5 separate regions of the Mus musculus genome follow, and regions 1, 3, 4 and 5 are each linked to region 2. Evidence: chromatin contacts called from public ChIA-PET and HiChIP or PLAC-seq data. All regions are on one chromosome and are shown on one strand. Each heading gives the region's core, a stretch centred on a gene start, on an enhancer-like site or on the middle of the called end of the contact. The rest is flanking DNA. Distances are from core to core; before and after follow the strand shown. Region 1 holds the start of Hint1 (histidine triad nucleotide binding protein 1). Region 2 holds the start of Slc36a3os (solute carrier family 36 (proton/amino acid symporter), member 3, opposite strand). Region 3 overlaps Atox1 (antioxidant 1 copper chaperone). Region 4 holds the start of G3bp1 (GTPase activating protein (SH3 domain) binding protein 1). Region 5 overlaps Cdc42se2 (CDC42 small effector 2).

The links. ChIA-PET counts read pairs in DNA pulled down with a chosen protein or histone mark. HiChIP or PLAC-seq counts read pairs in DNA pulled down with a chosen protein or histone mark.
Region 1: a contact with region 2 is called in an H3K4me3 HiChIP or PLAC-seq map of bone marrow-derived macrophages, with 3 times the contacts expected there. The contact joins the promoter of Hint1 here to the promoter of Slc36a3os in region 2. A contact is called at or near these places in 1 of 15 datasets of contacts at CTCF or cohesin (the NIH/3T3 cell line), 2 of 484 Hi-C or Micro-C datasets (embryonic stem cells and regulatory T cells), 9 of 115 datasets of contacts at active chromatin or transcription factors (CD8 T cells, T-cell acute lymphoblastic leukemia, bone marrow-derived macrophages and 3 more) and 1 of 9 other capture datasets (liver).
Region 3: an H3K27ac HiChIP or PLAC-seq map of embryonic stem cells shows a contact between it and region 2, with 4 times the contacts expected there. The contact joins the enhancer-like site here to the promoter of Slc36a3os in region 2. A contact is called at or near these places in 1 of 15 datasets of contacts at CTCF or cohesin (the NIH/3T3 cell line), 5 of 115 datasets of contacts at active chromatin or transcription factors (bone marrow-derived macrophages and embryonic stem cells) and 1 of 9 other capture datasets (embryonic stem cells).
Region 4: an H3K4me3 HiChIP or PLAC-seq map of embryonic stem cells shows a contact between it and region 2, with 3 times the contacts expected there. The contact joins the promoter of G3bp1 here to the promoter of Slc36a3os in region 2. A contact is called at or near these places in 6 of 115 datasets of contacts at active chromatin or transcription factors (bone marrow-derived macrophages, embryonic stem cells and memory CD8 T cells) and 1 of 9 other capture datasets (embryonic stem cells).
Region 5: an RNA polymerase II ChIA-PET map of memory CD8 T cells shows a contact between it and region 2, with 50 read pairs. The contact joins the enhancer-like site here to the promoter of Slc36a3os in region 2. A contact is called at or near these places in 2 of 39 promoter capture datasets (the C10 cell line and pre-B cells) and 3 of 115 datasets of contacts at active chromatin or transcription factors (embryonic stem cells, memory CD8 T cells and thymic regulatory T cells).

Annotation. Positions count from the first base shown.
Region 1 is chr11:54,864,696-54,867,720 of GRCm38.p6, reverse strand. Hint1 (histidine triad nucleotide binding protein 1) reads right to left here and starts at 1,338. Exons shown (of 3, transcript NM_008248.3): 1 at 1,121-1,338. The coding sequence starts at 1,231.
Region 2 is chr11:55,135,268-55,138,295 of GRCm38.p6, reverse strand. It overlaps Slc36a3os (solute carrier family 36 (proton/amino acid symporter), member 3, opposite strand), which reads right to left and starts at 1,297. Exons shown (of 2, transcript NR_167707.1): 1 at 1,129-1,297. It overlaps Slc36a3 (solute carrier family 36 (proton/amino acid symporter), member 3), which reads left to right. Exons shown (of 11, transcript NM_172258.4): 6 at 923-1,007; 7 at 2,819-3,028.
Region 3 is chr11:55,449,250-55,451,958 of GRCm38.p6, reverse strand. It overlaps Atox1 (antioxidant 1 copper chaperone), which reads left to right. Exons shown (of 4, transcript NM_009720.3): 3 at 1,334-1,502. The coding sequence ends at 1,458. Among named protein-coding and RNA genes, the nearest start is that of Atox1, 11 kb to the left of the region's middle. Within about 2 kb of position 1,443, at least 11 of the 459 cell types and tissues checked have an H3K27ac peak or open chromatin away from gene starts, as enhancers often do. A contact at or near this core is called in embryonic stem cells, where this site is marked.
Region 4 is chr11:55,468,286-55,471,269 of GRCm38.p6, reverse strand. G3bp1 (GTPase activating protein (SH3 domain) binding protein 1) reads right to left here and starts at 1,518. Exons shown (of 12, transcript NM_013716.2): 1 at 1,469-1,518.
Region 5 is chr11:54,726,191-54,728,914 of GRCm38.p6, reverse strand. All of the region lies in intron 3 of Cdc42se2 (CDC42 small effector 2), which reads left to right. Among named protein-coding and RNA genes, the nearest start is that of Cdc42se2, 60 kb to the left of the region's middle. Within about 2 kb of position 1,359, at least 168 of the 459 cell types and tissues checked have an H3K27ac peak or open chromatin away from gene starts, as enhancers often do. A contact at or near this core is called in memory CD8 T cells and thymic regulatory T cells, where this site is marked.

The DNA.
Region 1 (3,025 bases), core at 89-2,588, 270 kb after region 2:
TCTTTCTTTCTTTGCAAGTGTTCTGTTTTGCTTTGTTTTTGAGTTAGGGTCTTATTCCATAATACAGGCTGGCCAGTCTTATGGATGGTGGGACTGGGATTACAGAACACACTAAAAGACTTGCAAACTTTGTAAATGAAATGGGCCTTTTTCTAAGACTAGTGACAAATACAGGCAATTTAAATAAAACTCACCTCAAGAACCCAATGAAATTTGGAGTACTATTTCAAGTCTATGTGAACATTACCAGTAGCATTAATGCTTTCTCATATTGCATGTTTCTTAAAGTGAACTGAACAAACCCGTATAAAACCTTTTGGTCAATGGGCCAAGCTCCCACCCTGCTTTATGTGAGACTGAAAGCCATAAACAGAACTGTCTAGGGAATAATTTACAAAATTGGTCTTCACTATCGACTGAGATTTCATCTATCAAGGAGGGGAAAAAATACAACTTTGGATCTTGCACCATAAATGTTTTCTCCGATCAGCAGGGTGTGGGCTGCCTGCAATCCTTAGCATATGGGTGGTGGAGGCGGGGGATCAAGGGTTCAAGGTCCGCCCCAGTTAGTTAGTCAGCAAGTTCATGGCCTGCCTAGAGTAGTGAAGCCGATCTATTAAAATAAAACAAACAAAACACCCTAAAGCAGTATTTTTTTAAAAAGCTTGAAGGGCTAATTCCAGTCCCCAGAGGCAACGTCTGCAGCCGGAGCAGGGGACAGGGAGCATAAGGATCTCGAATCCCCGGTCACCTCGCAGTGCGGGGACCGCTGCGCGCGGGAGATCGCGGAGATTGCGCCGGGGGCAGGATCCGGTTTCCCGAAGGCCAGATTGACACCCGCGTGGTGGGTGGCGGCCGCGGGCCCCGGTGGGCGTCACCCCACGGGTCTGCACTTTACAGGGGGCCCGGGCGGGCGTCACCTCCCGGGGCCTCCGCCCGCATCACCTCACCAGGGCCGCGACACGCGGCGGGCCGAGCGGCCGATAACGCGTAACCCGAGCGCAGGCACGCGCCGCAGGGCCACGCGGGCGCAGGGCCAGGCCAGCCGGGCCGCGCGTCGCCTCAGGCCCGCGGCTCCTCAGGGAACGCCGGCGTGTCGCCGGGCAAGCGGCAAGCCTACCCGGTCGTCCTCGAAGATGATCTTGGCGGGGATTTCTTTGCGGATGATCTTGCCGAAGATCGTGTCGCCGCCGGGCTGGGCCACTTGAGCCTTGGCAATCTCGTCAGCCATCGCGGCCGCTCACTGTCCTTCCCGCGCCGCGGCCACAGTGGGGAGAGGAACCGCGGGAGCGCGCGGAGACTGCCGGCTCGCGCCCGGTGGGCCTGCGCGTGCGCACTGGCGCCGGCGTGCGGCGAGCGAGGGAACGAAATGGGCGGAGGAAACGCCCTTTCTTTGCCTCTGCACCTCTATAGGAAATTTTGATTTGCCAGTTCTGGGAGGAGGCTCGGCTTGGTACAGTGCTTTCCAAGCGCGTACGGAGTTCTAGGTTTGATCCCTTCCTCTCACGAGCCCGGCTTGGTGCTGCACGCCTGTAATCCCAGAGTTTGAGAAATGAAGACAGGAGGATGGAAGAGTTTAGTTCATCCTTCTCCACATTGTTTGAGGCCAGCCTGGGCTACCCGAGACCCTGCTCCAGAACAGTCTGGTTTCTATTTCAAGTTGTTCTGATCACATTTACTGGGTGTGATACCTTAGCCTTCCCTTTTTTAATTTTTTAAAAAAGATTTTTATTTTATATGTAGATGAGTATTTTGCAAGCATGTGTAAGAGTGAATCACATCTAATGCTTTGGATCCCCTGGAACTGGAGTTACAGTTGTGAGCCATGTGGGTGGAGGGAACTGAAGCCTGGTCCTTTCTGCAAGAGGAACAAGTGCTCTTGACCGTGATCGTTTAAACCCTCAGCTGTTTGAGGCCTTAGCTAAGAGCCAGGTGAAGTCTTACATCAGGTGGGGTTTTTTTGTTTGTTTGTTTCTTGCTGTGTGTGGCAGCAATTCTCAGTCATAACTACACACTAAAAACCACTTGGGAGCTCTTTAAACATCTCTGGCCACACTCTGCATCAATTAAGTCCAAGACTGCAGAGATGAGACCTTAGGTGGCAGTTGTTTGTAAGCCTCTTGGGCCATTTTCCCCGGCAGGAATCAGCTTCAGGTAAGATGCTCCACCTGGAAGAAACAAAAAGTCTTCCTTGGCCCCACCTCCACCCTTCCTCCTCTCTATCCCTTTGCTCCTCCTAAAAAGTGTTTTCTACATATGGTGTGCACTTTGTCATCATTGGTCCTTTGGGTCATTTCCTCCTTGTCGGGATTAGGCAGGACCTCCAATCAGCGTTCTCTAGACAATCGCAGTTGTCATATAGATCTGTTGGCCTGGTTGCTACAGTTGTTACCCTTGTCTTCTTTCAACATCTCACACCCTTGCCCTCTGGATGTTGGTTTTTTTTTTTTTTTTTCCTGCACGCTAAGCCTCCATTTCCATACCTCATTAGATTTTGTTCCTGGCCCTCTTATCTGACAATCTCCAAGTGGCCATAGGAAGAAACCTTGGGGACTTAGAGAGATGGTTCAGCGATCAAGAACACAAACTGTTCTCACAGAGGCCAGCACAAACATCACAACTGCCTGTAACTCCAGCTCCAGGGAAGTCAGATGCCTTTGGCCTAGCAGGATGTCTTCAGTCACCCATGGACATGTGAGCACACAGGTCTCACACACACACACACATGTATACACATAATTAAAAAAAAATAAAATGGGAAAACTTAAGCCAGATGATAGTAGTGCATGACTTTAATGTCAGCACTCTAGGGCAGAGGCGGACAGATCTCTGAGTTCAAGGCCAGCCTAGTCTAAAGAGCAAGTTCCAGGAAATCCTGTCTCATAAATAAATAAATAAATAAATAAATAAATAAATAAATAAATAAATGGAAAAGCTATTTCCTTTGAATTGCCCTATATGATGATATTTGACTACTTTGTCTCAACAAAATTATTATTACCATTATTGAGACAGTGTCTCATAT
Region 2 (3,028 bases), core at 48-2,547:
GCCTTGGCTATGTGAGACTATGCCCTCCCCCTCAAAGAAAGAGATATTTGTAAAATAATTAAAATATATAAATTACATATTTGTTGTTAGTTGATTTCTGACTATTAAGAACTAAGAGAAATATGCCTATGGTATTTCAAGTAGATATTTCATGACTTCGGAAATTATCATTGAAATGAACTGAATTGAACTGAGTACTTTTGGGGAGTGTGGGGTGTGTGTGTGTGTGTGTGTGTGTGTGTGTGTGTGTTGTGACTATAATACCCAGAATGCAATTCAAGGCCAAAGGTAACTACAAATGAATTTCATTAGAGTAAATGGATGTGGGTGGTTGTGGTAACACCAGCACTATCAGAGTAGAGGCAAGAAAATCAGGTTTTCAAGGTCACACTGGCTTTGTGGTAACACCAGCACTATCAGAGTAGAGGCAAGAAAATCAGGTTTTCAAGGTCACACTGGCTATCTGGCTAATCAGAGGCCAGCCTGGGCACCACAAGGCCCTATCTCAAAAAACTAACTCTCCAAAGCCAGAGTTTATGGCTGTTAATTTCTCTTGTACAACCAACTTTTTCTGTGGGTCAGACATTTCTCAAAATAAAACCATCAGAAATAATTGTTTTGAAAAGGAAATCAAAAAAAAAAGGGGTGGGGGGCTGGAGAGATGCCTCAGCGGTTAAGAGCACTGACTGTTCTTCCAAAGGTCCTGAGTTCAATTCCCAGCAACCACATGGTGGCTCACAACCATCTATAATGAGATCTGACACCCTCTTCCGGGGTGTCTGAAGACAGCTACAGTGTACTCACATATAACAAATAAATAAATCTTTTTTTAAAAAATAGAAAAAAGAAAGAAGAAAAGAAAAGAAAATGAGATCCATCCTAAACAGTAACTTATTTCCCTTGTCCTTGTCTTCCTTCCCAGGTACGTTGTGAGCTTCCTGCTGATCGTCACTCAGCTGGGCTTCTGCAGCGTGTACTTCATGTTTCTGGCGGACAACTTACAACAGGTAAAGAGGGGTCTTCTGGGCAGAGTGGGTGGGAGGAGAGCAGACCTCCCGATGCTGGGGCTGTTAGTGTCTGCCCATATTAGACCACAGTTGAGACCAGAGCAAAGCCAAAGCCCCTAACCTTTAGGCTGGAAAGCATCTCAAGTTGTCACATCCAAGATATCTAACGAGCGGTCACGTTCCCCTCATCTCGTTCCTAATGCAGGCAAGTCAGACAGAGCCTTCTTTTACAACAGCTTTGTGAGACAGAGGAGCACACCCAGCCAGACAGGAAGAACAGTGTGCCTTGTAACAGAGGGACTGTTTGAGCAGAGGATGCTCAATGCTCAGCCCCGCCCCGCTTCACCCACAAAGTCTAAAAAGGATGTGCTAATGTAACAGAAACTCCTTTCTAGTCATGTGAGCGGGGAAACCACCACTTCACAGGGAAGAAGAGATTGTCTAGCAGACAGAAAGAGCCTTGTGCCTTTGGGCTTCAGGATGCTCAATGTTTCCCATCGTCAGAATCACACGCACTACAGTAAGGCGGTTAGGTTTGCCCAGTAAAATGCAGGACACCCAAAACCAGACACAGAGGTTCACATCCATAACACCAACATTTGGAAAACAGAAGCAGAATGATCAAAAGTTCAAGGTCATTCTCAGCTATGCGGCAAGGCTGAGGCCAACTCTGAAGGATATGCGAGACCCTGTCTAAAGTGCTTGTCTGCTTGTCTTGCCAGCCCAAGGGCCTGGGTACCATCTCCCAGGATCCCCATATTTAAAAAAAAAAAAAAAAAAAAAAAAAAAAAAAAGCCAGGTTTGGGCTAGAGAGATGGCTCAGCAGTTAAGAGAACCAAGTGCTCTTCCAAGGGTCCTGAGTTCAATTTCCACCAACTATATGGTAGTTCACAACTATTTATCTGAAGTGGGATTCGATGCCCTCTTCTGGTGTGTCTGACTACAGTGTACTCTCATACATAAAATAAATACATAAATCTAAAAGAAAAAAAAAAAAACCTAGGCTTTCTGGCCTGCAGCTGTAATTCAGTGCTGAGGAGGCAGAAGCAGACGGATACCTGCAGCTCACTGGAGGGCCAGCCTAGCCTAACTTGCCCAGTACCAGGCTAATGAGAGACCCTCTCTCAAAAGCAAGGAGGGCCACATCTGAGGAACATTACTGATTTTGTCCTCTGGAGCCCCCAGCACCACACACATGAGTGCAGAGACACAGAGAAGACACGTATTGATGCAGCTGTAGCGATGGCTCAGCAGTTAAAAGCACTTGTTGCTCTTTCGGAGGATATAGACCTGGGTTCGGTTCTCAGCACCCACATGGTGGCTCAAAGCCATCTGAAACTCCAGCTCCAGGGGACCTGACTTCCTTTTTTGGCCTCTTCCAGGACTGGGCATGTACATGATGTATAGGCAAACATTTCATACAAATAAAATTAAGTAAATCTAAAAATGTCTTAAGGATTCACTTATTTTATGTGCATGAATGTTTTGCCTGCATAAATATATGTGCACTACAGACTCATGAGAGTCAGAGGAAGGTATTGGCACTCCTGGAACTGTGAGCCACAGTGTGGGTACTGGGAATGAAACTCATGTCCTCTGTAAGAGCAACCAGTGTTTTTTAGCCACTGAGCCATCCCTCTAGCACCGGAAAAAAAAAAGATATCTGGCTATACTGAAATGTCACACAAGTCGTGAATAATGTCTTTTCTACTGTGGCAGTAAGTTTTCAGTCGATGAGCTGAAATCCTAATTGAAATGACTCTCAGTGACTCACGACTGACGTCCTGCCTTTCACTGTGTCGTTCTGGCAGATCATGGAAGAAGCCCACTTCACCTCCAACGTCTGCCAGCCGAGGCAGAGCCTGGTGATGACCTCCATCCTGGACACTCGCTTCTATATGCTCACCATCCTGCCCTTCCTCATCCTGCTGGTGCTCATCCAGAACCCACAGGTGTTGTCCATCTTCTCTACCTTGGCCACCATCACCACCCTGAGCAGCCTGGCTCTGATCTTCGAGTAT
Region 3 (2,709 bases), core at 194-2,693, 310 kb before region 2:
TTTGATGCTCTAGGTAGCAGTAACACACACACACACACACACACACACACACACACACACACAGGCTGGGGAGCCCCAGGGCTTCAGTAGTAGAATACACATGTGAGACCCAGTACCACGTTGAGAGACACAGAGACAGAGACAGACAGACAGAGCACACAAGCATTAAGTACTCAGTGAGAAAGGGTGCTTGCTGCCAAACTTGAGTTTAATTCTAGGACCCACATAGAAGGAGATATCTGACTCTAAGTTGTCTTTGACTATCATACACGCTCTCACACACTCACACACATGCACACACACATGCACACACACACACATGCACACCCCCAACACATGTACCTCACTCATTTACCTCCCTCACATGCATGCTCATTATGCTCACTGACACACTGTCATACATTCCCTGACTCACACACATTTATTCTCCCACACACTCAGACTGACACACATACACGCTCGTATACAGATTCTTTTCACACACTTGTTCACTCATACTTGCTAACAGAGACTCACACTTAACACACACTCACCCGTGTTCTTATTAAAATTAATAAGATTTTTAAAGAAAGCGGTTGGAGAGAGAAGAGTACAGCTGCTCTTGCAAAGGTCTGGATCCCGTTCTCAGCACCATATGATGGTTCACAGCCAAGGAAACCAACGCTCTCTTCTGACCTCCATGGTCATTGCACAAACGTGGTACACAGATATACATGCAAGAAAAACACATACAAAAAATAAGTAAGTTCCCGCCTGAGAAAACGCCTTGATGGTTAAGAGTATGTACTTCTCTTGGAGAGGACCGAGCACCACATCTGTCAGCTCACAACCACTTACAACTCCAGACCCTACACCTCTGGCCTGCAGGGCACCTCTACTCATGTGAACATACCCACACACTGGCCCAAGCATAAACATAATTTTTAAATCTTTTAAATAAGATTATAAAGAAAGGGAAGGAAGGAGGGCTTGCTAAATTGGGAGGTTGATGTGGGCATGGGAAAGTGAGGTGGTAGTGATAGTAGGATTGGGGGGCGGGAAGACGGAAAGAGAGGAAGGAGAAAAGGAGAGAAGAGACTCACTCGCGGGGCTGAGGAAAGAGGTTAGAGTGGAGTGTGCACCTGGTACTTGAGGCCTTGGATTCAAGCCCCATCACCCAAACGCCTTACACATAGAGAAGAGCCTGCAGCAGAGCCTGCCGCGCTCACAGTACCTAAAACAGAAAGAGCTCGCCGGGTGTGACAGGAATATTAAGGAGGCCGACCTCTTTGTTCCAGTGAGTGGAAGGGTCCTGCTTCCCCCTCCTACATCCCAGTTTGCTTCTTCCCAACAGGAGTGGAGTTCAACATTGACCTGCCCAACAAGAAGGTCTGCATCGACTCTGAGCACAGCTCAGACACCCTGCTGGCAACCCTCAACAAAACAGGAAAGGCTGTTTCCTACCTTGGCCCCAAGTAGCCAGGACCTGGGCGAGTCCTTCCGGATATAAACTGAAGAGGCAGGTGGGTGAGGTCCCAGCCATTGTTGCACAAGCCTGTTGCTTCTCCTGGGGTCCCTCATCTGAAAGGCTTGAGCCCAGAAGCAGTTCAGATTGCAATTTCTTTGGGGTTTGGAATCTTTGCCTAAATCCACCCAGAGGGCATCCATAATAGAAAAACCCCAAACCTTCTCACCATCCAGCTGGCACTGTCTAGTTTTGGAGCACACTGCAACTGGGGTTCCTGGATTTGAGGTGCTCAGACTGGACTTGGGCTTCTCGAGAGAGAGGTAGGGGGTGCCCTGATATGTCCAGCCCGCTGCCCCTCTCTGGAAAGGTCACAAGCACGTCCTCATTGTCCAATACAAGCGAGAAGTTCGGGGGTCTTGAGGGCCTCCTGTGAGCAGACAGAGTGCTGTGTTATGTTCCCAGAGTCCCACGGGATTCGAGGGGCACCTTGCTTGGTCAGCGTGCTTTCAGTTTAGAGTATGTGACTCTTCTGAAATGGTGAGCCTCTTACTTTGGTGAAGTGGCTGTCCCTTCACAGTAGTGTCCCACACTGTGTCCCAAGCCTCTGTCATCCCTCTTCATGAGTTCTTGCTCACCCTGCCTTTCCTTCCACTTGGAGCCGGATGTGGCGCCAGCCCAGCCTGGTGCAGAGTCAGTGACCCATCTAAGCTATCTTCCTTCCATGTTACCGGTCCCAGGGAGGCAGGAAGTGGACCAGTGCCAGTGCCCTTCTGTCAGGAAGCAGGACAGTCGCCTGCCCACCCAGCAGTCCTCATTGTGTCCAACACCCTCGCTTCCTCTGCAGTGTGTCTGACCCATGAATTACTGCAGTCACTTTGGTGGTTTGTGTTCTCTTTGGAACTGAGAAACACGAGGCCTGGTGAATGTGAGTGAGCTGACCAGAGCCCCACGAAGGTGGGTGGCAGAGGAGGGAAGGAGCCAGGCAGTCTGTGCGAATGTGTAAATGATAGTTACGATAGTGCTGACTCTATCAGTGACCCATGAGGGCCCCTGGCAGAGGCCAGCTGTAATCAACTGGGGGTGAGAGGTTCCCCTTTGTGTAGAGTATCCTCCTTAATGTGAGCATTTGGAACCTAAGCCATGTGTTCTGTGTCTATGGGACATTCCAGCAAATTAAAAAGTGAAGACGATCCAGTTCACAGGAGGCTAAGGCAGGAGAGGAGAACCAGGAAGTCAAGGCTAACCCGGGTTAGAGAGAGAGA
Region 4 (2,984 bases), core at 269-2,768, 330 kb before region 2:
TCCTCAGCATAGAAAGATAGGCTGACCACAGATCCTTGAAAATAGCTTTGCAACCCGTAGAAGTCAAACCAAGTAAGTACTAAAATAAATTACTCGGTTGGGCTTAGTGGAGGCACCTTAACTCTTGGCACCGAGAAGATTCTGAGATCCTCTTGAATTCCAGGCCAGGAAGGGCTCCACAGTAAGAATTTTTAAAAAAGGCAGTTGATCATCGATGGTTCGGCAGGAGACCTAATGGCTGTGCTTGCCAACAAACCCAATCGGTGACTGTGACCCACTGCACAATAACTGGACACTGGACACCATCCTCTCCCCAGCAATTTCAGATGTGACTTATTTTTGTGGCTCTGGTGACTGAACCCGGGGCTTCCTGTATTCCATGCCAAGTGCTCCACCTCTGCACTGAAGCCCGGGCCGGTCCTATCCAATTTCAAACTTTAACTTCAACTCTTGTAAGAATTTAAACACTTTGTTTCCTTGGACTTACGACCTTCTCAAACAAAGGTTTTTTTAATCTAAGTTTGTTCTGATTCACAACTAAAACATTCTAAGTTAAAAAGGGGTCTTGAAGAGTCAAGATCTAATGTCAGAGTTTGACTTCCTGTTGGCGGGAATTTCCCGTTACCTCGAGGTGCGTTTCGGACCTGCTGAGAGGCACACTCGATTACATTACACTCACTGTATTTTTCTCTATTTTTCCCAGAAGCTAACTTGGAGGCGCATCTATCTATCTATGTAAGTGCGAAGAAAGCTAAGTCTTCCTTTGTCATTCAAAACCCCACTCCTAATCTCTTCTCTGGAGTCCCCCACTGGCTCGCAGATGCCACCACGGGACTTCTTATACTGGGGTTTGCACCTCAGATTCAAGAGCTCAGTGGCCGATGGTGTCCCACAGCCACGTAGCCTGCACAGATGCCTGTCCTTTCCCTACAGAGGGCCTTGATTCCACCTCGTTCTCCTGTTGACTGGACCTACCTGATTGCACCCAGGTGACCGGGAAGGGCGGGAAAAAAGGGAACTCTCGGCATAGTGCAGGGGGAAACAGTGGGGGGATTGGAGAGATCACGTCTTGGCGTGGCTGTCTCTGCACCACTGAGCCCTTGAACCCGGGGTCGCGCGCCTCCGTTCTGCAACCCTGGGAGGCGCGATCACGCTCTCAGCTTGGGCTCCCCCAACCCCCATCCCCATATCCGAAGGCTTCCTTAGGGTCCAGGCCCAGCTATACCATCCGGAAGAGCCGGCGCGCGCCAGAGAATGCGCGTGGAGCACGCAGGGCCGGCCAGACGCGTGACGCCCGCCGTTGGTGCGGTGGACCACGCGCGGGCCCTAAAGCGCAGGCAGGAGGCCGCGCCGGCCGTTGGTGGGGGTGGGGACGCGCCGCGCGGTCTCCCGGGGCGCCCCGCTCGCGGCCGCAGCTCGGCTCATGCCCGGCCCGCATCCGATCAGCCCCACCCGCGGGCCCAAGTACCTGCGCGGCTGAGCGGGAGGACAGGGCTGCTACGTGGGAGGAGGTGGCGGCGTCCCTCGCGCGATGCCGCGGCACGCGTGCCCGCCGCCCGCTATATAGCCGCGCTCAGCCGAACCTGCTGCTCCCGGTCGCATGCAGGGACCAATGGCCGCCTCGCCACCGCGCCCCTTGGCTATGATTGGACAGCGTCTTTGTCTAGAGGCCGAGCTCCTGAGTGGCTGCCGCATCTGCCTATAACTGAAGGAGCTAGAGCCCAGATGGACACGAAACCTCGCCAATACTCAGATGGTCTATAAAAATGAGGGCGGGATGCACTGAGAGCGACACTCAGACAAGCCAATAGTTGCATGCACCCGTTCTCATTGGCTTACATTTCTTTTTCTGGGCGGAAACCCACTGTCCAGGCAGGAGCGGTTGATCCACAAGGTGGGGCCCGTGTACTTTGGGGAAGTAAACCCCATGCAACTAGGAGGTAGGCGCGGGCGGGGAGCAAGGAAGCCCCCAGCCAATCGCAACACCGAATGGAGCTGATTGACAGGGAGGGATGGCCCTCTCCAAAGGCAGCCCCAGGGCCGCCGTGCCCTCTGGAGCGGTTAAGAGGATGGACTAGCTGCGTCTTCCGTTCCCTTTCCTTTCTCTTCCTCTTAGGTTGAATCCTGTCCTCGAGGACCGGTCTCCCGCCTTCCCAGGCGACTCTGGTACCCGGGATCTAAGTAACAGTTTCCCGGGTTTTGTTTTTTTGGTTTGGTTTTTTTCTCTTCGCATCAAAACTTTTTTTGCATGCATTTCGGAAGAGCAGGAGCTGCTGACCCTTAGCATTACTCAGCACGAATGCAGTGGCGACCGAGGACAGCGAAACTGGCTTGGTCGGCACCCCAGAGCATACCGCGAGGCAGCCTCCCTGGCGTTTGGGAATGCTCTTGTTCCCGGGTGGCTTCCAAGCTGGCGTGCCCGGGTGGCTCCTGGACGTTTTCAGGTTTTCCAATCTTGTGATTGCAGAGACAACATCCCATCTTTGATCACCCTCTGGCTGGCGAAAGTTATAGGATGCGTCACCACCAGCCATTGTCACATGCTTTTCAAACTGAAATGGGAACTTTACCCAACTCCTAGGCAGACACGCCTAAGGTTCCCCCATAAAGGCTCCAGGGTCCAAATAGTAGTACCTCAGTCTGCTGCTGACCCCAACTCGGGGGGGTTTTGTGAGCCTTCTGGCCACCATGAGCATTTTATATTAAGAGCTGTGATCCAAATGCTAAACACAAACTAGACTAGTCTGTGTTCCCTGGAGGCAGGGAGAATTCCAGGCCATCCTGAGCTACACGAGTCCAAGGCCATTCTGAGTGACATGAAATCCTGAAAGCAAGCTAAACTCGCATTAATTTGTTTTGTTTCAGGGCTTTTCGAGGCAAGGTCTCCCCTTGTAGCCTATGCTGAGCTGGATTTACCATACCCTAGGCTGATCTCGAACTCGCCATCCTCCTGCCCTAACCTCTTAAATACCGAAAATACAGGT
Region 5 (2,724 bases), core at 110-2,609, 410 kb after region 2:
ACTGCTGTTTCAAATAACTTAAAAAGCTCTAGCTTTATTTTCCTGTACCTACCCAGTGCCTCACACTGGATTACCCAGTCCTGTCTGCAGGCCGTATGAAAAGTTCCCATTAACTGGCAGCTTTTATGAGTTCTAAAACATTGCCTAAAAGACCCTATTGTTGTAAGTCATCTGACCTCATCTGGGAGATTGTTGTTTATTTAGAAAATACAGTGTGCAGTTTCAGGTCCTGTTGTGTGGTAGCCTGAAAGTCAATGCCTTTCTTGGTCATGAATTCTTAAAGGGCCAAAGTGAAGTTGCTTCTCTGACACCAATAGCATGGGCTTATTTTTTTCCCCCTTGGGTTTTATGAACCTGCAAGAATGGAGGCTCAGGCCTTTGCTTGAGGTTATTGTGGTCGGGTTCTGTCTCTCACATGACTGATATACAAGTACCTCAGAAACTTGCATTTCGCTCCTTTTAAACCAGTAACAGTCTGATGTAAAAGTTTAGAATGAAATGCACATTTTCTGTAACTAAGGACACTTTAGAGATTAATTACCCAGAATTAACAACACATTGATTTGGCTAAGAGTACTTACTGGCCATTCTTCCACAGGACTTGATTTCAGTTCTACCCAAGCTAGGTGGTTCACAATGACCTGAGACCTCAGTTGCAAGGGCTCTCATCCTCTGTCCTCTGCGTACCGTGTGCACACATTTGTGCATACATGCATTCACAGCGTGTAATGCTAACACAAAGTAAGAACATTCTCCTGCTTCTAGTAGGTAAGATAGGAGTTGGAAGGGGCCCAGGGTCAAAGCCAGCCTGGTTTGTATAGTTACTAACTGGTTTGCATAGTTAACTAAATAAAATATTTATGACAAGACTCCATAGCTCTCTTCTTCACAGGAGAAAGGACAGATTGGATGTTTTCAGTATTTAGGAGAGGAGAGTCCGTCATGTTCACTGTTAGTCAGAAAGCATCCAATTAAAGTGATCAGGGACATCCTGACAGCTGGGAAGATTTTCTCTGCTCTACAGCTCTTGAGATGTGAGGGAGGGTGGAGCCCACGGCACCCAGGACTAAGTATAAATGTCTAACTACAAAGGCAGGTGTACTGAGGAGGCTGAGGCAGGAGGATTGCAAATTCCATGCCAGCCATGGGTACTTGGCATGATTCCACTACCCCCAGTCAGCCACCAACCACTAAGCACACCATATTTTTCAAGCATAAGGTGGATTTTTTGTTTTGAACAGCACACTTTTTCAAGTACATGGTATTAAAATTTCAAGACAAACACAGATGCAGTTGTCAGCAGCCAGGGGAATTCCACAGTTGGGCCTCGGCAAAGCAAAACAGGAAGCTTGAGAGGGCGCTCACAGCCCTGCTGTGTGGACTTGGGTAGAGTCACTGTGTTTCCTGGAACACTTCACTCTTACAGGACTCTTCATTAGCTGCCGGCCATGCAAATACTCCTAGTCATGCTTCAGATGCTTTTCATTCTGTATAAGGTCAGGGATTAGAGGCACAAATGTGAACAGTTGTGCTAGAGGAGAGGTGGTTTGGCAAACGTTTCTTTCTATGGAATTTCTGCATCACTACATCATAGTTGGAGTGTCAGTATCTAGTGATTGGGAGTTGACACAGAAGGTCTTGCCACCTTGTGAGCCTTGCCCACATGTGCTCTGCATGCTATCAAAGTGTGTTTATGTCCCTTAGGGAAACTCAGCTGACTGAGAAGAGATGATAGCAAGGAATTCAGATTGATTTTGGTTCGCTATAGTTTAACCTGTCTCAGAGTTCTGTGATTAACAAGGAGTGACTCCTGGTATAGGTAGCAACAGTTACCACCCTCAGAATAACTGCACAAGTGAAGGAAAGCACATGCTGGAGGATCCATTTAAATGAGCTTCAGGAAAATGCTGACAGACATGTGGGCAGTAGATCAGTGCCTACGTGGAGAAGGGATGGGGAAGGGACTTTTAGGAGGATGGGTGTGCTCACTGTGTTGACTGGTGTGGGCTCAAGTGCTTGATCCCCACCCCCTTCCTTTCTGTTTTCATCTCTTCCTTCCTCCACCATCTCATCTTAAGACCTTATCTTAACAAGGACATGTGTCTTTGTGAAAACAGTGAGCTGGAGGCTTCCCACCTTTGCCTTTATGTGTGAGCGTGTCCCTGGGAATGTGTTTGCACACTCTCCCTCAGTAGCTTACTGTGGCAGCTGTTCTCCGAGCCTCACCCAGAAATTCAAGTAAGTCACTTAGTGTAGGGGTGTGGGCCATGTGTGATTTCTTCCTAGCACCACAGGGGGCATGGTGGCTCTTCAGTCTTCAGGGCCAGGATTATAGAAACCAGGATGCCTGGAAGGTGTGACTCCAGTATGCCAGGTCTGCCTAGAGAGGCCCTCCAGCAGGCTGAGTGTACAGCAGAGGCAGTTGCTCTTGCAAGTCAGGTTCCTGTGAGACGTTGGGAGATGGCCCCTGTCCTGCAGATCCTTTGCCCCAGGTGTACAGCTGCTGTCCTTTTCTCCTTGTGATGAAGTCTCTGTCTCTACCCTCCAGAAGGTCTACTAAGCTGTCTCACTTGGGATACTGGAAATTGATCATGCTTTGGAGTACATACGGGTGGGTGAACTAGGATGACTGGCTTCCGAGGGTCACTCTAATGGTTTTTAGCAAAAAGAAGAGGAGACTACTGCCACATCCGTTTTGGCTTTGCTTCTTAAGGCTCTTCTGCA